Linked DNA regions of Mus musculus: regions 1, 2, 3 and 4 are each linked to region 5. The links are chromatin contacts, called in public HiCAR-type and HiChIP or PLAC-seq maps. All regions are on one chromosome and are shown on one strand. The core of a region is the stretch at or near the end of the contact, and the rest is flanking DNA. Distances in the headings are between cores, read along the strand shown. Region 1 overlaps Hdlbp (high density lipoprotein (HDL) binding protein). Region 2 holds the start of Sned1 (sushi, nidogen and EGF-like domains 1). Region 3 has its middle 27 kb from the start of Otos. Region 4 holds the start of Hdlbp (high density lipoprotein (HDL) binding protein). Region 5 holds the start of Capn10 (calpain 10).

Evidence for each region. HiCAR-type assays count read pairs that join an accessible place to other places. HiChIP or PLAC-seq counts read pairs in DNA pulled down with a chosen protein or histone mark.
Region 1: a contact with region 5 is called in an H3K27ac HiChIP or PLAC-seq map of microglia, with 5 times the contacts expected there. The contact joins the enhancer-like site here to the promoter of Capn10 in region 5. A contact is called at or near these places in 11 of 39 promoter capture datasets (the 3T3-L1 cell line, the C10 cell line, the SN4741 cell line and 5 more), 1 of 484 Hi-C or Micro-C datasets (embryonic stem cells), 3 of 115 datasets of contacts at active chromatin or transcription factors (embryonic stem cells, extraembryonic endoderm stem cells and microglia) and 1 of 9 other capture datasets (liver).
Region 2: a contact with region 5 is called in a FOXA1 HiChIP or PLAC-seq map of pancreatic cancer cells. The contact joins the promoter of Sned1 here to the promoter of Capn10 in region 5. A contact is called at or near these places in 7 of 39 promoter capture datasets (the 3T3-L1 cell line, 3T3-L1-derived adipocytes, cranial neural crest and 2 more), 1 of 484 Hi-C or Micro-C datasets (embryonic stem cells), 1 of 115 datasets of contacts at active chromatin or transcription factors (pancreatic cancer cells) and 1 of 9 other capture datasets (adipose tissue).
Region 3: an H3K4me3 HiChIP or PLAC-seq map of bone marrow-derived macrophages shows a contact between it and region 5, with 4 times the contacts expected there. The contact joins the enhancer-like site here to the promoter of Capn10 in region 5. A contact is called at or near these places in 1 of 39 promoter capture datasets (the 3T3-L1 cell line), 3 of 115 datasets of contacts at active chromatin or transcription factors (bone marrow-derived macrophages, embryonic basal ganglia and embryonic stem cells) and 2 of 9 other capture datasets (embryonic stem cells and pancreatic islet).
Region 4: a HiCAR-type map of astrocytes shows a contact between it and region 5, with 2.8 times the contacts expected there. The contact joins the promoter of Hdlbp here to the promoter of Capn10 in region 5. A contact is called at or near these places in 10 of 39 promoter capture datasets (the 3T3-L1 cell line, 3T3-L1-derived adipocytes, the C10 cell line and 6 more), 4 of 115 datasets of contacts at active chromatin or transcription factors (astrocytes, memory CD8 T cells, pro-B cells and 1 more) and 2 of 9 other capture datasets (adipose tissue and liver).

The regions. Positions count from the first base shown.
Region 1 is chr1:93,408,127-93,412,438 of GRCm38.p6, reverse strand. It overlaps Hdlbp (high density lipoprotein (HDL) binding protein), which reads left to right. Exons shown (of 28, transcript NM_001301364.1): 24 at 1-76; 25 at 3,303-3,488; 26 at 3,634-3,750; 27 at 3,942-4,070; 28 at 4,180-4,312. The coding sequence ends at 4,266. Among named protein-coding and RNA genes, the nearest start is that of Hdlbp, 35 kb to the left of the region's middle. Within about 2 kb of position 1,283, at least 12 of the 459 cell types and tissues checked have an H3K27ac peak or open chromatin away from gene starts, as enhancers often do. A contact at or near this core is called in microglia, where this site is marked.
Region 2 is chr1:93,232,962-93,237,233 of GRCm38.p6, reverse strand. It overlaps Sned1 (sushi, nidogen and EGF-like domains 1), which reads right to left and starts at 1,337. Exons shown (of 31, transcript NM_172463.4): 1 at 1,033-1,337. The coding sequence starts at 1,245.
Region 3 is chr1:92,673,498-92,677,966 of GRCm38.p6, reverse strand. No RefSeq gene overlaps it. Among named protein-coding and RNA genes, the nearest start is that of Otos, 27 kb to the right of the region's middle. Within about 2 kb of position 1,621, at least 59 of the 459 cell types and tissues checked have an H3K27ac peak or open chromatin away from gene starts, as enhancers often do. A contact at or near this core is called in bone marrow-derived macrophages, where this site is marked.
Region 4 is chr1:93,444,284-93,448,627 of GRCm38.p6, reverse strand. Hdlbp (high density lipoprotein (HDL) binding protein) reads left to right here and starts at 2,927. Exons shown (of 28, transcript NM_001301364.1): 1 at 2,927-3,048.
Region 5 is chr1:92,931,863-92,936,018 of GRCm38.p6, reverse strand. It overlaps Capn10 (calpain 10), which reads right to left and starts at 1,611. Exons shown (of 12, transcript NM_011796.2): 1 at 1,005-1,611. The coding sequence starts at 1,145. It overlaps 9430060I03Rik (RIKEN cDNA 9430060I03 gene), which reads left to right. Exons shown (of 2, transcript NR_015525.1): 2 at 916-2,493.

The DNA of each region.
Region 1 (4,312 bases), core at 34-2,533, 480 kb before region 5:
AGGAGCAGTGATCACCCAGATCCGCTTGGAACATGAAGTGAACATCCAATTTCCTGATAAGGATGATGGGAACCAGGTACGGTGACCATCCGATTGACGTGGTATGGTTTAGCACACTTGGGCAGGTAGGGTTGTATTGGCCGTTACCTTGACCTGGGCTTTGTTTTGGTGGTGGTGGTACTGATACTGGTACTTTTGAGACAGGGTCTCTCTATGTAGCCTTGGCTGTCCTGATACTCAATATGTAGAACAGGCTGGCCTCAAAATCACAGAGATGTACTACCTACCTCTGCCTCCCAAGAGTAGCACCATGTCCGGCTTGACTTGGAAACTAAGGCAGCTTCTTTGATTTGACAAGTGGGTAAATGAGGGGGACAAAAACTATCTGAGAACCTGACTTCAGCCAAGTTATAGACCAGGGCTTGCCAGCTGTGTGTTTCCTTGAAACTGTCATCTAGGGTACAGAGCAGTTTTAAATTCCCTGTGCCTACTTTGATGCTCCTGACAGTCAAGCTTAAGCCTCCAACTGGGCTCCTTCTTGAGCTATCTATCATACCTACACATGCACACACCATGTCTATCCAGCCAGGTCTGGATTCTCTGCATCCCCTCTTCCTCTTGCCATGGCCCCTGATGAGCTCTGCACAGCTTCCTACTGCATGTAAAACAATGTGAAGGGTAACCCACCTCCTCACTCAGTTCTGCCCTAGTGGGCAGGAAGTCCCATCCCATCTCACCTCAAAGTCTGTGTATGGCTCGCCCTCACCTGTGTTTGCTCCTTCACTTATAAGGGCTTTCCCTCTCAAGTGGCTCTACATGAGTGGAGCCGTGGCTCTCCCTCTGCTCTCTAGGCCTGTGTTAGCTCTATGACCTTGAGCACCGTGCCCCCAGATGCATCCAGTAGTAACACTGGGCTGAGGTCTAGGGTACAGACCTAGACCTGTGTGCTAGCTATGTGTGCTCATAGTGAGAACAACAAATTATGCATTATAATATACAGAAATGGATATAATTTGTTGTCCCCACTATGTCTTAGCTCATCTGTGAACCAAGAAAGGTATGCTGTTTATATATGTGTATAGGGGCACACATACACCACAGCATGTGTGTAGAAACCAGGACAACTTGCAGGATTCAGTTTGTTTCTTTCCACATGTGTAGGTTCCACAGATTGACCTCATCAGGTTTGGCAGCAAGTGCCTTTACCTACTGAACCATCTTGCCAGCCCTAGAGTCTTTCTTTTTCCTGTGAGAGTTTCACTTCCACTCACAGAACTGATTCTGTGGAGTATGCTGGCCCTGCTGTGCTTGGTTTTTGTGAACTTCATTTGGATCAGCTGCCTGGCCTTCCCCTGAGTCTGGACAGGAAGTTCTTAGTCTGCCACCTCTTCCTTATGCCTATATCTCTTGCTTCTTTCCTAGGCTGGCTCTTTCTACTTTCTAATGTGGACTACAGTACTTGTTACTTTGTAATCTTGTATGTTCTGTCCGTTTATTTTGGACTACTAACCTGGAGATTAGAACAAAGCTGCTGTTTTGTTCCCTTGTGCCCTTCATATTCCCTGATCTGTCTGTTGCTCAGATCTGTCTTGAGTCTGCTGGTTCTCACTGACATGGTACAAGGAAGACCGAGCTGAGGGGTCTGAGGGACCAGAGAGTGCTTTAAGGGTCCTGAGACCTCCAAAGAAGCAGGAGGCTAATGGTCTGAGAACTTTACATCCTAATAGTCCCCAACCTTGTGCCTGCTTTCCTTGAACCACTTACTTCCTGGTACTTCCTCCATCTTTATGATCAGGTATCTTGTCTTTCCTAGTACTCACAAAGTGGGTGGAAAGGGAGAGAGAATGTGTACACATGTGCATGCACACCTGTAGAAATCAGAACAACTTCAAGGAATGGTTTTTGGTGGTTTGTCCTTCTACCATCTCAGTTCCAGGACTAGACTCAGGTTGTCAAACTCATGTTGTCAGGTTTGGCAGCAAATGCCTTTACCCACCGAGCCATATCGTCTGCCCCTCCTTTCCTCCTTTTTAACTAGACTTGTGGCTACTTTTCCTCCTTACCCTTCTCCACCCTTCCAACACCCAACACGAGGTAGGAAAGAAAGAAGGCTCGAGAGAAAGAGTGCCTCAGTCTTGTTAGACCTACTTCTGGGGGCCGGGTTTGATGTTCATCTTTGGGATATCCAGGTTCTTCTTCTCGTGGCTTTGCTCACAACGACCTGACAAACCACAGGAACAGGGGAAGCAACAGCCACCACAACCTCTCAGTGCCCTGGCACTTTTATACCCTCACAAAAGTCCCCAGAATTCCAAACGTAAACTCTCTTCAGCTGGCAAAATCACATCCCTGTCAGAGCAGAGACAGCTGCTGCGGACAATCTGAAGCAGCCCATATCCCACACCTGGGAATAAAACAAAAGCATTCACATTTCTGTATTTTTAAAGAACCCAGAATTTTCACTACTTATCTGTTACAGGTTTTAGGAAGTAATGGCTGTGTGACGGATGTTAACTCTGTGTGTGGTTTTGTTTACTATTTTATTTTTAAAAGGTGATTACTTTTAGCCTAGAGTGGTGGCAAACGCCTTTTTTCCCAGCACAGTGGAGACAGAAGCAAGCAGATCCCTGTGAGTTCCAGGCCTGGTCTACAGGATAGCAAGGGCTGTCACACAGAAAACCCTGTCTCAAAAAAAGATAATTATTTTTATTTTGAGAGTTTGGATGTTTTGACTACACGTATGTATGTGTACTACCTGTGTGTCATACCCAAGGAGGTCAGAAGAGGTCATTAGATCTGGGTTAAGGATGGCTGTGAGCAGCCTGTGGGAGCTGGGGATCGACCCCAGGTCCTCTGTAAAAGCAGGAATCACTCTTAACCACTAAGCTGTCTCTCTGGCACCAAGATTATGTTTTAATTTTTACTATCTGTATTTGTGTGCGTGTGTACATGGGTATGAGCTTATGGATGCAGGTATCCACAAGAGCAAGAAGGGGGAGGGCATCAGAGCTCCTGGAACCAGAGGCATAGTGGGCTGCTGACAAGGGTGCCAGCCAGGATCTCTAGTCTTCTGCAAGTGTAGCAGCTCTTAACTGTTGGGCCATCTGATGTGTTTTCTGCCCTTTTCTTCTGAGAGGATGAAAGTCTCCCCTAAGAAGAGGCCTGACACGCTCAGCCATCTAGCCATCATCCACACAGTTGCACTGTCATCTCCTTAGACCAGCCTGCTAGGTCAGCACATGGCTGCTCTTGGGATGTCCCAGAGGAGTCACCCTCTTCTCTAACTACATTCTCCTCTTTAGCCCCAGGACCAAATCACCATCACAGGGTATGAGAAGAACACTGAAGCTGCCCGTGATGCTATCCTGAAAATTGTGGGTGAGCTTGAGCAGATGGTTTCTGAGGATGTTCCACTGGATCACCGTGTGCACGCTCGAATCATTGGTGCCCGGGGCAAAGCCATCCGGAAAATAATGGATGAATTCAAGGTGAGTCCCCAAAGCCAACTGAAACAGAAGGATGAGAACTCCCATCTCCTACCTGTGCTGCTGACCACATGAAGCTGGGAGGGTGAGTACTTGGCTCTAAGGTCTAGAGTCTGCCCTTTAATGCCCTTGACACTGCTGCTTCCAGGTGGACATTCGCTTCCCACAGAGTGGAGCGCCAGACCCCAATTGCGTCACTGTGACAGGACTCCCAGAGAATGTGGAGGAAGCTATCGACCATATCCTCAACCTAGAAGAGGAATATGTGAGTTCTAAGCAGGCATGGTCTTTGGGGCTGAGGCCCAGCCATAATCCTGTGATGACAGCCAAGTAACCTGTCTGCATCCAAATGTGGGACTGAGCAGGGGGGTCCGGGGGGTGGCCCCTTGGTAGCCAGGAGAAGGCTCCACTGCCTGGCTGTAGGCTGAGCAACACCACCTCCCCTATGATGTTTAGCTGGCAGATGTGGTGGACAGTGAGGCACTGCAAGTTTACATGAAGCCCCCAGCACATGAAGAGTCCAGGGCACCATCCAAAGGCTTTGTGGTGCGAGATGCTCCCTGGACCTCCAACAGCAGTGAGAAGGTCAGATGTCCTGGTTATTCTGTGTGGGTTAAGCTTGTGGGCTAGTGGAGTATGGGATGGAGTTACTTTGGACCACCCTGTGGTAATGCTGTGTTCTCCCTCTCCACAGGCTCCTGATATGAGCAGCTCTGAAGAATTTCCCAGCTTTGGGGCTCAAGTGGCCCCCAAGACCCTCCCTTGGGGCCCCAAACGATAATGATCAAAAAGAAACCTTTCCAGCCTGCTGCCCAAACCCAACCACA
Region 2 (4,272 bases), core at 88-2,587, 300 kb before region 5:
GTGATGGAGGCAGTGTTCAAGATGGTAGGGATGACAGTATGGCGGCTGAAGGCAGCAGTGCTTATGGCGGAGGTGAGTGTGCCAGTGGAGGCGGTGATAGTGGATGTGGTGGCACTAATGGCAAAATCATTGGTAGAGCTAATGGTGATTGGTGTTGGATTCGGCAGAGGGTGTGTGAGAAGATGGTGCTTTAACTATAGACTACGTTGGCTCTGGCGTTTCTAAGTGGATTTGAGTAATTCAGGAGGCTCATTTCACTACAGATCATCCCTTTGTGCACAGGTGACTGGCGCAGGGTCAGACCCTGAGAACATGGAGGCTGGCACTCAGGTTCTGCAATCCACTGAGACCTCTCCAGCATTCGTGTCTGGGGCTGGAGTGAGGAATTACCCTTGGGAGCCCTGTTTAGAGGGTCTGATCTTGGTGGCCAACCTCCAGGGGACTAAGATGGGGAGGGGAAGGGGTAAGCCCCTCTACACTGCCCCTAGCTGCCAGCCCTGCCCAGCGCAGGTCTCCTGCAACTAAGCAAATCATGCCCGAATTCCTTCTGGCTGTGGGCCTTGGGTGTTAACTGTGGGTGAGGTTGAAATGGCTTAGAGAGGGCTGAGACCATCACAAGCCAGATACCCCACTAGGGTAACTGTGGCCAGAGGCCATGTGCCTACTACCACATAGCTCACTGTGAAGGAACAGGATCGAAGGCTCCCCACTAGGCACTGGGGGACCCGCAGCTCTGCGGAAGCCTGTCGAACTCTGCCAACGTCCCAAACAGGTCGGGCCTTGAGCAGCAGGGGCGCGCCGCGTTCCGCTGGCCTGGCTGTCGCCTAGGTGCCCTGGCGGTTGCTCGCCCCGCCCTGCCCACGCCTCTCCCGCCAGTCGCTGTCCGGCCTTGGCCGCGGGAGAGAGGAAGCGCTGTCCTCATTCCACCTCTGGCTGCCGCGGTGCCAAGTTGCTGGCGGCGGCAGCGGCAAGAGTTGGGGTGGAGGGCAGCGGCGCCCTCCCCGGAGCCCCCTCGAGCTCGGGGTTACTCACGTAGAGTCCGGAGTGCTCGGCGCCGAAGAACGGAAAGGGCACCGAGAGTGGTTGCAGCCCTGAGCCGCCGTCGTCCTGCTTCGGGGTGACGGTGTCGCCGCGCTTCGTGCCGAACGGGTAGAAGTCGGCGAGGGCCACGGCAGCGCGCACCCCGCGCGTCCCGAGCCCCAGGGCTGCGGCCAGCAGCAGCGCCCAGGCGGCGCCGAGGCGCATCGCCGGGATCTGAGGGCGGGCCACGGGGCTCGGGCAGGTGGCTGCAGTCACCGCACGACCGACTGGCCGCACAGTTCCCTTCCGCTAGCTCGCGTCGCACTCCGGAGACCCGCGCAGCTTAGGAAGGCGTGAGGCACGACTGCGGACCGCCTGCCTAACGCGGGGACCGGGGTTTAAATAGCCTGCCCAGCCGGCCACTCGGGAGGGGCGGGGAGAGGCGGGGTCATGCAAATAGTGGCATTTTTAACTTGCTGGTCCGCGGAGTGGGAGGGTGCGGGAGCGGAGCGTAGCTCCCAGGCCCTTCTGTGTCGAGGCTCATTAAAGCCGAACTAGTACTGGGTTGGCTCCACCTCCAAACCGAGGCCCTTTTGCTCTCTTGCATTTGGGCTATGTTGAGGTGAGGACTTACAGTCTCCTGTCACCAGCTTAAGGCCTGCCCACAGGAGGAGCGTGGGCAAACCCAGCAGTTCTGAAGCTGACTTGTTGCCCTAAGGCCTGATTTTGAACAGGCTTCCTGTGTGTCCTCTGGGGTCCCTGTCAGGCCAGAGCATCTGGCTTTTCCTGACAGAATGCCAGTCTGGGCCACTTCTCCCTACAACACTTACACAAACCTTGCGTGGCCACACCCCAGCCCTAAGTTAGGACATCAACTTTCAGAACCAGCTGAAACCTGTCCTAGGGTCTATTCCTTTTCTGGTTTCACTGAGGATGAACCTTGGGTCTGGGAGACTCGAAGACTTACTTAGCTTTCTCTCGTGTAAGGACTTTCCCCTATGGGATCAGTCATGCAGCACAGCTGGACAATGTTAGGGAAACCTGCGGGGTAGGCTGGTCACCCAGGCCCTGGGGGCAAGTTAGTTGCTGTGGCTCCTTAACCTTTCTCGATCTTCTTAAGAATTGCTTTGTAAGTGGCTGTCCTGCCTCAGGGGTGCAACCTGGTCTTTTTCTGTGTCCCCTTGGCGCCTCTTGGGGGCCTCAGTTCTCACCACCTTGTCTGCACCCAGATCCTACTGTTGGATAATGTGACTATAAGCCAAGTCTGGGATCCCCAAAGACAAGATGCTGCCTCTCAAAGAGAAGCAAGGAAGAAAAAGAAAAGCTACAGAAGTAGCAGCAGCTGCCCCGGAGATTCTGGTTTGTGCTGGCTTTGCATTTTTCTGGATTTCCCAAAATCTCTCTAACAAGCATGTGCTGTGTCTCAGTTCCACAAGGGACATTGCATATTATTTTTCAAGTATAGCAGAGAGTTCTCCGTGTGTCAGTCAGGGGTACCTAGCTTACACAGATCCTGTTCTTAGCAGACTCACCACTGTGATACGCCCAACCCTCAGCGTCGGGGACCAGGCACCAAATTTAAGGAGACCATTTTTGTTTGCACTGACCACGTCTACCCCACACCTGGTACATGGCTTGCCTTCCTCTGTCCCACCCCTCCAGCTTTGTGTAGTGATCCTGATTGGCAGAGGGGTAAGCCAAGGCTGGAGATGTGAAATGTTTTGCTGTACAGTTGGCTAGAGAAGATCAGCCTCTGGTGCCAGGCGTGGTGACGACTTTAATCCCAGCACTCAGGAGGCAGGTGGATCTCTGAGTTTGAGGCCAGAGTGAGTTCTAGGATAGGCAGAGCTATATGAAGAAACCCTGGCTAGCAAAAACAAAAACAAAACAAAAACCGATCAGCCCTTGGGCCAGGCTTCTGGATGTAAGAGTACTCTCTGGTAAACACCGTCGTCTCATTGACCAGACCACATCACGGTCAGGACCAGGCCTCGCAAGGCCTCCTGCACAGCTTCTAGCACAGAGCTGCCAGCAGGCCTGGCCACCATGCTGGGGACCTAAGAGCCTCTTGCTTTCTGGTGTTGGGCACAGGGCCTCCTTGGAAGCTCTATTCTCCTCTCTCATTGGCTTTCTCATACAGAAGTGTAGCAGGCAGCACCAAGCCTAGGGAGAACTCGGATTTGCCTTTCTGCCCATGGGGCACTGAGAAGAGCCCATAACTACCGATCCTTGCTCTCTCCAACCACACAACCTTGCTCTACCTATTGCCAGGCCACTGTTCCCATCTCAACGCTGCCAACCTTCTCCGGGAGCACATGCCTCAGAGGGTCCTAGTCAAGGGTTTGGGTCTGCTCAGGGATTTCTGGGTTGGCACAGCACTCAGCACACTATCAAGTACACAGCAGTGCTCAATAGCGTCGTTGAGTATCCCTCCAGGTGTGGTGAGACATGGGGTCCTGACTGCTTTCCACTAGAATCTCCTGACCAGCTGTGGGATACCAGGACAGAGGCCCATCTCAGAGCTGGGCTTGTGCACAGGTCCAGCTGCAGGCTGGATCCTCTGATCTCCATCAAGGGTAGTGGTGTGGTGCTTACGGCCATCCCCAACTGGATGCCCTGTGTAGGTTTTCAACAAGGCCTGGGAGACAGGGTTGGGGGTGAGGTGGGGAGGCTAACAGATCTCACTGTTGTTGCTGGGTATCACATTACACACACACACACACACACACACACACACACACACACACACACACACACACGAGACCCACAGGCAAAAAGAGAGAGTAAAAGAATCTTTTTTCAGGTGCTAAAAATATGATCAGGAAATACTTTTCAGCAACAAGCTGTTTTAGGTTCCCCTCTGGACTCAAGGGCGCCTTTGTCTACCACAGAAAATCCACATTTATCACAACCCAAATCGTTTTATCAAGCAGGCTCATGTTCTGCAGCAGGAAACCTGAGCTTCTCAAGAGGCCTGTGACACTTTAATTTAGGGCCTGACTGTGTGTGCCTGTTTACATGGGGGAGCCCCAGAGCCACCCACCAGATGTTCAGGCCTTAGGAGTCCATGAAGGTCAAGATGGGGAACACTATCCTTGTTCCGCCTGGTAGGGGAACCAGGCTAGTCAGCTGGTCCCACACAGCAGGCCTGAGGCTGCAGCCTACCCTACCTTTTGCTGCTTCTCTTTGGAGGTAGCTGGAGTAACATATGCTCCCTACAACAATTCTTTTCTTCACAAAGCATAAACAAGC
Region 3 (4,469 bases), core at 372-2,871, 260 kb after region 5:
TTAGCTGTGCCTGTGTGGGTGGAGGAGCAGAGCACTGAGGTGGATTAGCTGTGCCTGTGTGGGTGGAGGAGCAGAGCACTGAGGTGGATTAGCTGTGCCTGTGTGGATGAGAGGAGCAGAGCACTGAGGTGGATTAGCTGTGCCTGTGTGGATGAGAGGAGCAGAGCACTGAGGTGGATTAGCTGTGCCTGTGTGGATGAGAGGAGCAGAGCACTGAGGTGGATTAGCTGTGCCTGTGTGGGTGGAGGAGCAGAGCACTGAGGTGGATTAGCTCTGCCTGTGTGGATGAGAGGAGCAGAGCACTGAGGTGGATTAGCTGTGCCTGTGTGGATGAGAGGAGCAGAGCAGTGAGGTTGATTAGCTGTGCCTGTGTGGGTGGAGGAGCAGAGCACTGAGGTGGATTAGCTCTGCCTGTGTGGATGAGAGGAGCAGAGCACTGAGGTGGATTAGCTCTGCCTGTGTGTGTGTGAGGGGCAGGTTTTGACTCCTGACCTCCACTGTCTCCAGCTCTGGAATCCAGAGAACTGAGTTTTTCAAAGTCCTGGGTGGGTGCTCTATTGAGCATGTATCACAGGCTTACCATTGGCAGCCAGTGGCAAACAAGAGAATGGGGTTTTCTCCTGGCACAGGAGAGGTGCCAGGACAGAGGACATGACAGGAGCCATGGGGCTTTCCAGTGGGCAGGCCACAGTGTGGAACACTATCATGTCACAACTCATCCCTGACTTCCATGAAGAACAGGTATACACCTCACTTCCATCTCTGCCCAGGCTCTGTCCTCCTACCTTTTGGGACTTAAGGTCGAGATGGACTCTGTACTGGGGCTCTGAGAGCTGATCCAGGCAGACCAAAGAAATGGGCTGCGGGAGCAGGACAAAGAAGTAGGTTCTGTGGTTAATTAAGATTATGTTGGCTCTGTAGCATGGGATGAGAAAGGTGTCAAACTGGAGGTTTCTGCCTGAGTTATTGCCAATTTTAATTTTTATGTAATTAACAGCTGTGCGCTGTGTAGTTAATAAGATTCCCCGATGAGGTCTCTGCCTGATGCCTCCTCCCCCCGCCCCCAAAACTCCCTTCACTATTTCTGTTTTCCTGTTGGCTCATGAATCCTCTAATATTTCAGTGTGTCATCAGTCAGTAGACCAACAGCTGTCCTTGAGCTCTGCCACTTTACAGAGGTCACATGTGTGAACCCTGGAGAGGGACATTCTGGGTAACACTCTGGGCTTATGCACCTGGGTGTTCCATGTGTCTGTCATCTTGGTTACCAAGGTGCTGGGTGTCCTGTCCCTCCTCTGCAGGATCTCGAGGTTCTCTCTGGGGACTCTCTCCCTGTCCTCTGAGGCTCCCAGCACAAAGTGAGGCTCAGTGAGTGTGCCCAGGGAGGTTCCTCTCAGCTTTGGGGACAGCTGGACACAGCTGTCAGCTAGTCATGGGTCCCTACACATTGTGGCTCTGGGTCTCTGCCCTCTTTATCACACGGGCCTCTCCATAGGGTGTAAGGTGTCATCTGAGGTTTAGAACAAGAGATGACAAACAGAAGAAGCAAGAACAGCCCAAGGGCAATGCTGTCTCCCAGAACCCTATCTGTTAGCGGTCAATTCTGCTGCTTCCTGCTTCAGTGAGAATTAGGACTCTGGGGCCAGCCACATTCAACAGACAGGAAGCAGCTCCACTTGTTGGGCAGTGCCTCAAAGATTATGGAACTCTTTCCAAGCCACCCCCGCAGCTTCTGCTGACCACACTTCCCAGAAGAAGTAGGAGGTGAGAGGACCATTCTCAATTCAATCTGGACTCCGCATCAATCAGTTACTTTTCTCATAGTTATTGACCAAAATACCCAACTAAAGGCCACTTAGAAAGGAAGGAAGCTTCTCCACAGACAACTGAGAGACTCCTCCGCGATCGCCAACCCAGTCACCAATGGAGATGAACCACCACCTATATGAGGAAGCGGCAGCAAAACCACACCAAATGCATGCTGGGAGTGGGAGGCAGCACACTGCTTAGCAAAGCAATGTGAACTAAAGGCGCAGCAATCACATGAGCGTGGTGTACAGGGCCATAGGCAGGCGTGAAAGTAGACAGAGGTGGGGATGACACTTTTTAGGATGAAAGTCCGTTTCTATTTTGGAAAAGTTCCTGTGCTCATGGTGCCCTTGATGGTAAGGGACGGGCCTCCCATCCCTCTGCAAAACTAAAGCTAGGGGGACTTGGGAAGCGGCCGTTAGGATCAAAAGCCACCTGCCCAGACCTGGTTCCAATGGCCTTATTCTTTTGTGTGTGTGCTGGTTGTTGGGGAGGCGTGAGTCTCTCCTGTGGGGAGAGCAGTGCTGGCCAGGGTGGAAGGTCTTGGTGTCTGGAGACAAAGACTTGGGTTGTCAATGAATGTGACCATCTCTGCCCCTACTCAGTAGGGAGCATGGGGCCATGCAAACCCTGCCTGTGTACCTGGGACTAGGCAGGGCTCACATAGCTACCCACAGGGTCCCTGGAAGACTTGATTTACCCAGAATCTCTAGATGCTAAGGAGAGGCTGATCACCATGTGACCGAGTAGGGTCTCCGTGGGACAAAAGCAGGGCAGCCCAGGCAAACAACAGCTCTCCATATAGCTGGCCACTCACTCAAGGTCTGTACCAGCTCCTGTTCAACTGTCCCATGAGGCATCAGACAGCAAAACAGGCAGTGGTGGGGGGATGAGGTCTGCAAGGTAGCCTTAGATCTAAGCCACAGCTGTATTACTAGCTATGCATGCCCCCTTCTTCCAGATAAACTACCCAGAAAACTTTGTAGAGGTATGGGACAAAGGGGATGGCCTGTGACGATGAAGCAGGAGTGGGGTAAGGAGTAAGCATAAAAGTGAGGGTCTCCAGGCTGGAGGGCTAGGATACATGCTGAAGCACCCCTACTCACACCAAGGACACCTATGGACCACGGTTCTCTTGTGGGAGCCTGCACGGTTGGAGATGGAGATCTGTGTAGATTTGAGCTGACTCTTGGGGCCCAGTAAGGGGCTGTCTAAGTCTGTCTGTAAGAGATATGGGGACATGGCATAGGCATAGACATAGGGACCTGACATCACTGCCTAGGTGCCTGAGAGACGCCAGGGTAAAGGGAAAGTATTGGCTCAGAACCCTCAAGACCAAGTTCTCAGACCAAGATCTCAGAACAAAGGAAGTTATTTGCTCCAAAGGGACAGAGAGCAAGGATGAGGGACAAAGATAGGAGATAAGGGAAGATAAGAGGGGGAAGGGAACAAGGGAGAGGGGAGAAAAGGAACCAGGGAGAAGGGGAAGGGATATTTGTCCTGGAGGAAAAAGGATTGCCTCTGGGTAGAGGAGACATGGCAAACAGAAAAATGTCAGTTTATAAAGGTGAAAGAGGAAACTATGTGTTAGGATAAGTGTTTAATTTTGATTGAGCATGTTAATTAGGTGAGCTAAAGAGGGCTTTTGATTGCTGGACGTCAATACTTTGATATGGCAGTTCTTTAGCAAATCATAAAGAATGGTGGGGAAGTACAAAGCTTGCAAGAGCCATGCTCACCATGCTCAAGTTGGCCAGACTCTCTTTGCAGGGTTCATAGAGTTCCCAGTGGACAGTTCAAATTGTGGTACGGCTGTTCTGAGCACCCTTGGTCTCCATACATAGAGGTCAGCTCACCTCCCCCAGTGTGACAATCAAATAATCTGTGCACGGCCAGAAATTGAAAGTCATGTCTTTAACTGAGCACAGCCATCCTGACTGTCATGAAAGTCATTGCTCTCAGAGGCTGGGGATGAGCAGGTGGGTCCCCAGGACTGCCAGGCAATAAGTGAACTGGCGCCTTCAGCAGACATGTTAGTGCCGTGCTGGGAAGACCCTATTCTTCACTTACCCCAACAACATCCAGTCATGGCTGGCTCCTAGTTGTGGTGGATACAGAACAGAAAAAGGCCAGGAGCAGAAAGCAAGCCAGGTCTCAAGAAGCTGAGTGGAGCAAGCAGATGCAGCATCTACCCACCATGTGAGGCTACAAAGAGAGTCATGGCTGGGGCTTGCTTCAGCACTTGGCTTTAGATATGGCAGGCTGGGTTGGCCTGTTTGAAAGCCACAGACAGGCTTCTGTTAACACACTGACTGGCATCCTTGGGACTACCCACTCAGGACTTAAGGGTATAGAGAACATATCCCAGGTCTGTCCTTCCATGGTTTAGAGTCTGTGAGTCTTAAATCCAGGAGGCTAATAGTGCTGCCTCCCCTAGCCTCTGGCCCCAGGCTCCCTTGGCTTTGGCCGAATTGCTCCAGCCTGCCTCTGTCAACACATGGTCTTTTCCCCTCCCTCTCTTATATGGATGCCTGCACTGGAGTCAGGACCTGCTCTAAACCCAAGACAATGTCATCTTGACATCCTCAACTACACTCCATTACTAAGTAAGGTCTTGTTTCCAATCCAGGACTCCATCTGCTCTTAGAGTTTCTGATGTA
Region 4 (4,344 bases), core at 1,678-4,177, 510 kb before region 5:
TGCAGTTTTACAAATTTTTATGGCATTAGGGAGCAAAGCCAGGGTTTATGAATGTTAATCATATGCTCTAACCACTGTGCCACACACTTAGTCTGTGGGGTTTAAGTTTATTTTTATGTGTATGTGTGTCTTGCCTGCATTTATGTCTGCTTATCACATGGTGCCTAGGGAAACCAAAAAAGAACACCAGATACCCTGGATCTGGAGTTATAAACAGTTGTGAGCTTACATGTGGGTGCTGGGGATCAAGATGGGGTCCTTGACAAGAACAGCAAAGGCTTTTAACCACTAAGCCATCTCTCTACCCTCTTTTTAGAAAGAGGGGTGTGTCTGCACTGTGTGTGTGTGTGTGTGTGTGTGTGTGTGTGTGTGCTCTACAGAAGTTTATATGGATGCCCAGTTTGTTACATGGGTGCTAGGATCCAAATTCCAGTTCTCCTAATTGTTAAGTAAGTTCTCTTAACTGCTGAGCCGTGTTTTCATCCCTCTTGCATCTTACTCTTTGAACTTTGGACTTTCAGCTTCTATACTGTAATTGATCTGTCAATATTTTTATCCTGTTATGAAATTTATTCCATCTTGAGGATACCTACTTCCTGTCTGTTAATTTTTTTAAAGGATAATGGGGATTTAAAGAACTTGTAGTCCCATGTTTCTAAGCACTCCCCAGAGATGCTTTTGTCTCTCAGCCCAGGCCAGCCAGAGATCTAGTTGTTACTATGTTGCTGGTGTTCTCATTTTCCCCTTAGACCTACTTTCTGTTTAGGCTATAGCCCTTTTAGAGAATCATGATTTGGGGAATTGGAGAGTGTTACTATGTTCTAACATTTCACCTTAAGCAGTCAGGATTCTTTTGGTTGTTTTTGTTGTTGTTTTTGGTTTTTCGAGACAGGGTTTCTCTGTGTAGCCCTGGCTGTCCTGGAACTCACTTTGTAGACCAGGCTGGCCTCGAACTCAGAAATACGCCTGCCTCTGCCTCCTAAGTGCTGGGATTAAAGGCATGCGCTACCACGCCTGGCTAGCAATCAGGATTCTTATTCCATGTTCCTTGATGTATGAAAAACAAAATATTGCAGACCAGTGTTCACTTTTTGAGGCATCTAGAGTTGACACTTCTATGTTTCAGTATACTGAAAGTAACTAGTCATAATTGTTAGCATCCCAGGAGCACCTGGGATGTTTTGTGGTGCATGTTTATCATTTCAGATAAAGTCTTATATAGAAAGGCCAGGTTGGTCTTGAGCTCCTAACCCTCGTGGCTGTACCTCTCAGGTGCTGAGATAAGCTAATGTTACCACACCCTCCTTGATTTAATAATGCTTTCATTAAGTCCATGCTTTGTTTTATTTTTGAGACATCATATAACTTTGTAGCCTACTGTGACCTTGAACTCCCAGTACTCGCCTCAGCCTTCTGAGTACTGAGATTACAGGGTACCACCACACTCATGGAGGCCTCTGTACAGCCAGGCACTGGGCCAGCTTGTACTTAATGTGGACTTACTAACTCCATTGGAGATCCCTTGACAGCAGACATACTGACTGGTGGGTGCTTGCCTCTCCACATTAACTTTTTCACAGCCCGAGACCTCAGGAACAAAAGAATGACAACAAAAACATTTCTTCTAGTTGCTGGTTGGTTAATCACCAGGGAAAGACACCTTGCACAGTAATAATAACACAGAAGGAAAGACAACTTGGTGCCTACAGAGGCTTTAAGAAGCTCTATCACTCGGTGACTATGCTGGCAGCTTGGAAATGCCCTCTGGTCTTTTAAGCAGTACCTTCAGAGATTTATGTCATGAAGAACTGTGGTGTTCCTGTCAGCCGCATTACTGGCTCCTGGACTTCTCAATTCTGACACCTCAACTTTCAGATAGTTTCCTATTCAGCAGCCCCATCCCCATTCTTTCCAGCACATTCCATTTTCCCCCCTTGTCCTTCAGTCTAAAGTCTAGTTAGGGCAGCTCTTCCCAGTCCCTCAATCAAGAGCCCATCACCGTGCTGCTACCTTCTAAGTACATACTAAGTCTGATTGCTTATTTTGTTCACTGCTGCAAATGCTTGTAAGCCTTAGAATGACAACTACAGAAGGCCTCTTCAGCCCTTCCACATACCATTGTCCCACAAGAAAGGCACATATTATCCAGACCTGGTGGCTCACACTTGTAATCCAAACACTAGAGAAGGAAGCTGAGACAAATCTACACAGTGAAAAGTTGTCAGAAGTGGGGAAAAGAAGGTGGGGGCATCTGCTGTTGGTTACTAGCCTATTCTGTGCTGATGCATATCACTGCATATCACTGTCCAGTATAGGTCAGAAGTGTGCTCATGTCACCTCAGGAGAGGTTCAAAATAATGATTGTGTACAAATTCTTCAAGTAGTTGTCAATAAACGCAACAGGGCAGAACTAGTCCTTTCAAAGGAGGAAGCATTCTGAGGGCAGAGGTTCTGCTCTGTCCCAACTGAGTATGGGAGAGGTAGGAATTCACTGCAGGCTGGTCTGTACATATGGGACACTGAATAATACTGTGTAGAGGGCTTCGAAAGTTTTGGAGTTTGTTGTGTTGGACATTGAGGAATGGAGTAAGGATTTGCAGTAGAGGTGGGAGCAGGAGGAAGAGATCCCGAAGAGAATGAGAATGTGTTCCATCAGGGGGTGCTCTAGGGGATGGTAAAATGGTTTTCCGGGCTGTCTGCTGTCTGAGGTCCTCAGAGCTTTCTTTTCTCTTTTGGTGACACAGTTTCTGGTGGCCTCAACTCTGGCACCTCTGGCTCTGGGGCCTGCCTGTTCTCTGTAGGTAATTAACTTACCAACTCCTCGCCCCCTGTCAGGCCGCAGAACTCTTAAAGAGTTGGTCCGCTCCCGGGCGCTGTAGGGACCCCGCAGCGGGCGGGGCGGGCGGCCGGTCTGACGTGTCTCGGCGGGATTGGAGCCTCCGCCCTATATAGCAGCGGCGGCCCGGGCGCCGCGCCTCGGAGCGTCCCGGCTTCTCCCGCGCAGCGGCAGCGACAGACGGACAGACTCTCGGGTGGTCACACTCACGAGTGAGGATCGGGCGAGCTGGTGGGCGGGGGTGCCAGGGGCGGGGCGGCGGGGGGTCGCCGCTGAGCACGGCTGGGGTCGGTTCCTCAGCTCCCCGGCCGCACAGGCTCCTGGTCTCCAGCTACCGCGACGGGCGGGGGCCGCTACGTGTCACTCTGCGCATGGCCGCGCCGGAGCGCAGAAACTTTCCCAAGTCCGCCACGCGCCGCGGGTCTGCTTGCGGGCCCGGACCGCCTGGACTTCTAGCTCACCGGGCGGGCCGCCGCGATGGGGGAGGGGAACGACCTGGCCAGGTTGGTGACGTGGGCTGCCGAGCCGGCCCCTCCCCCGCACCCCTTCCCCCCAGCTCGGCCCGGCCGTACGGGCTGTGGACCGGACCTAGCTAGGTCAGTGGCGCCCTAGTTCGCGTCAAGCTGGGATCTTCACCCGGGGCCCCTATGTCCCGCGCGGTGCCTTGCTGCACCTTCACCTGCGGCGTCTGGCTACGTGGTCACTGGAGGACTCCCGGCCCAAGTACTACTTGGATGCGCCCCAGGGTCCATGGGTGAAAAATACATTACGGAAAAATACCGAATTTGGATGAAAGGCAGGGAGGCCGAGCAGGATACTGTCCCTTTAAGCCTGTCCCCGCCCGCGGGCGCTCTTGGCCGGTGGGAGGGCCATGCTGAGGTGGCATCTGCGAAAGTTCCTCCCAGGCTGGGTCTCTGACTTCCAGAGCTGGGTAATGCACTGGGCCGGCCTTGGTAGTCACAGACATAGTTTGTGATCTCAGCATAGCTGGGTTTTGTTTTTAATTTTGGAGTTTGTACTCTTCGGTATTTGGTGGGGAGAGGGCACCTTCGAAAAGCTTCTGAGGACGTAAAAGTGAAGTTTCAAATTTGGAAGAGAAACCTGCATCTCAGCTGAAGGTTTTCAAGGTGGAGGTTTTCAGTGCCCTCCATGTAGACTGGCCTACAGTATAAAGAACTTGAGTCCCTCTAGCTGAGGTTGATAGGAAATTCTTTCTGAAGCATAACTGAATTCTCCTTGCATAGTGTTGCCCCTTACATAAGTAGTTGGCACAACTTAGCACAGGGGAATCAATTTAAATACTTCCTTGTTCAGAATCAAGAAGGATTCTTCACATACAGCTTTTTCTATTTTCTGGATTAACAACAGGTTTCCAGCTGCCACAGCCTCACTGCTCTCCCGCAGGAGGCCCTGTTGCTCCCCGATTCTGGGCTTCTACCTCTCTTCTTTTAGTTCAAGTTCTGTGTTGAGAACTAACCTTATTCTGCCATGCTCATTTATGCTCTTAA
Region 5 (4,156 bases), core at 362-2,861:
CTTCTGAGAAGGGGAAGCCCCACTCTGGGTGCCACACCTCCCCAACACACACACAATCACTACCCACCCCTGCACATCAAGTCACTGTAGGACTAGGCACATCTTCTGAAACCCCCTGTTTAAAGTAAAAACAAAACCTAAACTCCAAGGGCATGGCCAACAGGGCTCTTTCTTTCCCTTGCCTCTCAGTGTTGCTCAAGAAAGCCAGGATGCTTATCAACACCACTGTGCCAAGCAGGCAGCACAAGGCCTGGAACCCTGCCAGCTGTCACTGTTAGCACTACATGCATGTGGGACAGGCTGTCCCCCAGTAGTCTTTCTGCTGATAAGCCACGTCTAAAAAACACCAACAAAAACACTAGGCTTGAACAATCCATCCATTTAAGCTGCAACAAGGCAAAAAAAAAAAAAAAAAAAAAAAAAAAAAACCAACCAAAAAAACCAAAAAAACCAAAGCCCTCCTACCACAGCCCTTTCTGGCTATGAGGGGTAACACTGTTGTGAGTTGCATGCATGGACGCTAAAATAACAATACATAGTTCCACCTGCCTGTGCCATTTAAGGGAGCCCTGAAAAGCAGCTCCTTAGGTTTTCCCAGTTGTTAAGCACAACGCTCCCCGTGTTCTGTGCTACCTTTTGGTGTTCATACCCTAAAGCTACTAGAAGAAATGTAGAGCAAAGTGCAAAGCCAAGAAAGATTGCGCTGAATTACACCCGACAAAACTTAGGTGGTGGGATGGTGCTGGAAATACTGCTTCTAATCCCTTAATATCAAAACAGCTCCCTACTACCTGACTTTGGGTAGGAGTGTATTTTAGTAGAAACCCCAAGATAACATCTAAAAGACAAGCCTTTCGATTGCTTCTGTCCTCCTCATTTGAATTCTCAGGGCTGGCTATCACCTTTTCTGAATAGGCTTGAAGGCGAGGTCCTGCTAACCCCGGGGTCCATCTCCGTGAGAAACATATCCACAACACCCGCCCAGGCAAGAGACCCTGCTGCACCTGGGGTCGTCTCCAAGTGATGTCCTCCCGAAACTGGGCCAGAGGCGTGGACAAGTTGTAAAAGAGCGAGGAGTCCGAGGCGGGGAATGCCGCGTCCCGGAAGAGCTCCCGCGCCGGCGTCTCGGCCCGGACCGCCCGCATCTTCGGCGCCCTGGGCTCCCATCTGCGGCCCGTGGACTCGGTCGCCGCCCGGGAGCGAGTGCGCGGCCTTCACTGCAAACCGTGTTTGCTTAGCCCGGGAGACCTACTGGTGCAGAGCAGCCTAGCGCCGCAAGCTCCGTTGTCTAGGTAACCCGGCTGGAGCCAACCAGGAGCCGTGCTTGCGTCATATGACAGAGCTGCCTAATCACGCACGAGCTGCAGCGCAGAACCGTGCAGGACTGGTAGGTTCTGCTCTCGCACGAGGGCGTGGTCCCCGCGTTTCTAACTGGGCAGTGCTAGCCTGATGTCCGTATGCTTTAGTGCTCGGGACAACGCAGCTGTAGCCACTTGAAATCGAAGTCTCAGTGACCACAGGAAGCTGAAAAGTCACTTTGGTTTAGATCGCTTTGTCAATGCTATCCCAGCATGCAGCGCCGTTCCCAGCATACGTCGCTGATCACAGGCGTTGTCTACTTCCCAGCGTGCTTCGCTCCTTCCGGTGTGAGGCAGGAACTTGGCAAAGCGGTGGTTCCTCCCTGTCTTCTGAAAGAGCCAGTGAGGAAGTGGCTCAGCGAATCGCGTTGTTATCCTTCCGTCGCGGTGGTGGTTGCGTTGTTCTGGGGAGGCAGAGGTGTCACTGGGGTTGAAACTTGCCGGGGTCGGGCATTTGTCTCAAAACGATTGGGCTTCAGACGCTCTGGATCCTAAGCGGCCAGGGAATGCGGCTGGAGCATTCCTTGAAGCCTTAAATGGCCTGGCTATGGTTTTGTAGACTGGATGGTGACCAGGACGTGGACTTGCGGCTCCACGATTATTCGATGCCATGAGGAGGTCAGGGACAGGACACTCTCCTTCTGGTGCCTACTCTTCCAGGTCCCAGGAAGGACACAAATCAGCCAAGGACTGTTCTCTGTGTCTTCTCCAAATGTATTTCATCAAGACTAGAAGCTTCATAGACAGGAAGGGAGACGACGAGGCTTCACACCTTGTAGACTGCAGTTTGCCACCTATTAGGGCTGCTCTGATATTTTTTCCCTCCTCTGGGCCCCTTTTTCTCAGTCTTGGATAAAAGGTAGTCAGAGGAAATGCGGTTTGTGCAGTTAAGTAGATCAAGTACCCGTTGCCTAAAGAGGAACAACCAGGCCAAGCTTTTACCCATAACCTGCTGCTTCAGAGTCTAGACAGTTGCTCCTTCTCCCAGTGAGAGGCTGGGCTGCTCCTGCATCAGCAGCAATTACTGCTGTGGCATGACACAGTTACCTTGGCTCCACTAGGCTTCAGCGCCATGATTTGAGGTGCAAGACACTTAACTCTTTATTGAGGTTATTTAAAAAAAAAAAAAAAAAAAAAAAAGGAGTAGCCACATAGCCCAACATCTCTTTGGGATGCTTTTTCATTTAGTACTTAATTTCGACTCAGGGGACTGACTGGTGGGCTGAAAGCTGCACTATAGTTGAATCATTAAGAGCCTGGACTCGGTTTTCCAGGAAGTCTTGAGTAATTGTGACAAGTTATCCGCGACTCAAGAGTTATGCAAACTGGTTCACCCCCAGAAGTCTCATATGAGTGGTTAGCTCAGGAGAACGGCTCCTGAAGGCCGCATCCATATCCAGGGCTGGGCCACGGGCAGAGCCTGACCTCCAGAATCTGGAAGGAAAAGCTGCTTAGTGTTACCGTTGCTGTGACGAAACATCATGACCAAAGCAACTTGGGGAGGAAAGGGTTTATTCTGCTCACCTATGGCGCTTTCCATAAGGAGGGGCGCTATTTCCTGGCTCCTTTCCTGCTTTCTTATAGAACCAGGACCAGAGATGGTGCCACTTACAATGGGCTGGCCCTCCCCCATTGATCACCAATTAGGAAAATGCCTTGCAGCTGGATCTTATGGAGGCATTTTTTTTTCACTCTCTGATGACTGTGTCCAGTTGACATAAAACTAGCCAGCACAGACAGGAAGGCAGCCGGTGCTGACTAGACAGCCTAGGCCTGCAGAATGGGGGAAGACAAGCCAGTAAGTGACATCCCTCCATGGCCTCTGCATCAGCTCCTGCTTCCTGACCTGCTTGAGTTCCAGTCCTGACTTCCTTTGGTGATGAACAGCAATGTGGAAGTGTAAGCCGAATAAACCCTTTCCTCCCCAACTTGCTTCTTGGTCATGATGTTTTGTGCAAGAATAAAAACCCTGACTAAGACAGTAGCCTTGCTCTTGAAGCCAGTTTGGAAAGGGCTTTCTTTTCCCTCCCGACCCATCAACATTTCTGATCTTTGATACTAAAGTGCCAAGAAGAAACAGCAGTAGTCTAGGTGGACAGATGAAAAGGAGTATGAAGCCAGCTGGCTCTTGGCACAAGTGCTCACAAATGAGGCATTTAAAGTCTGAGCCCAAACTGGCTGTGGTGGAACACCTATAATCCCAATACCCAGGAGACAAGAGTTGAGAGGATTGTGGGGCCAGCCTGGGCCACACAGCAAGAACCTGTCTCAAAATAACAACAAAACCTTATCAGCCAGAGGTTCTTTACGCAAGGAACCCAGAAGCTGCCAGCTCATGTCACAGGACCATGTGAGAATCCTTCCCTACATTGATCCCCCCATCACACCAACTCGCAGTGGGAAGACTGAATCAGAGCACCTGCATGCCCATGGATGTCTTGGAGCCCTTTGAAACCTGAACCCTCCTTGCTGCTTCCTTTCTGAACCCTTCTTTCTGCCTGCCCTGGTTTTTTCAAGGGCATGCTCCCCTCGGGAGATCCTCTTCTGAAGCCCTGTACACCCACAAGTGAGCATTTCTCTTGACAGTCACACATTCTCATGGAGATACAGAGATGAAAACAGGGTCAGCTTTTGGGTTACCAGGCTATGCTGGAGGTAGTGATGGAGAATAAGAGGCAAACTCAGCCTTAGAGCGGAGAGAACTAAGGTGTCCTCAGTGAAGGGGCAGGTAACGCCTGCCAGAGAAGACAATGGATACAGCCAAGAGTGTAGTCTTTGGTAGACTGCCATGCTTGCTC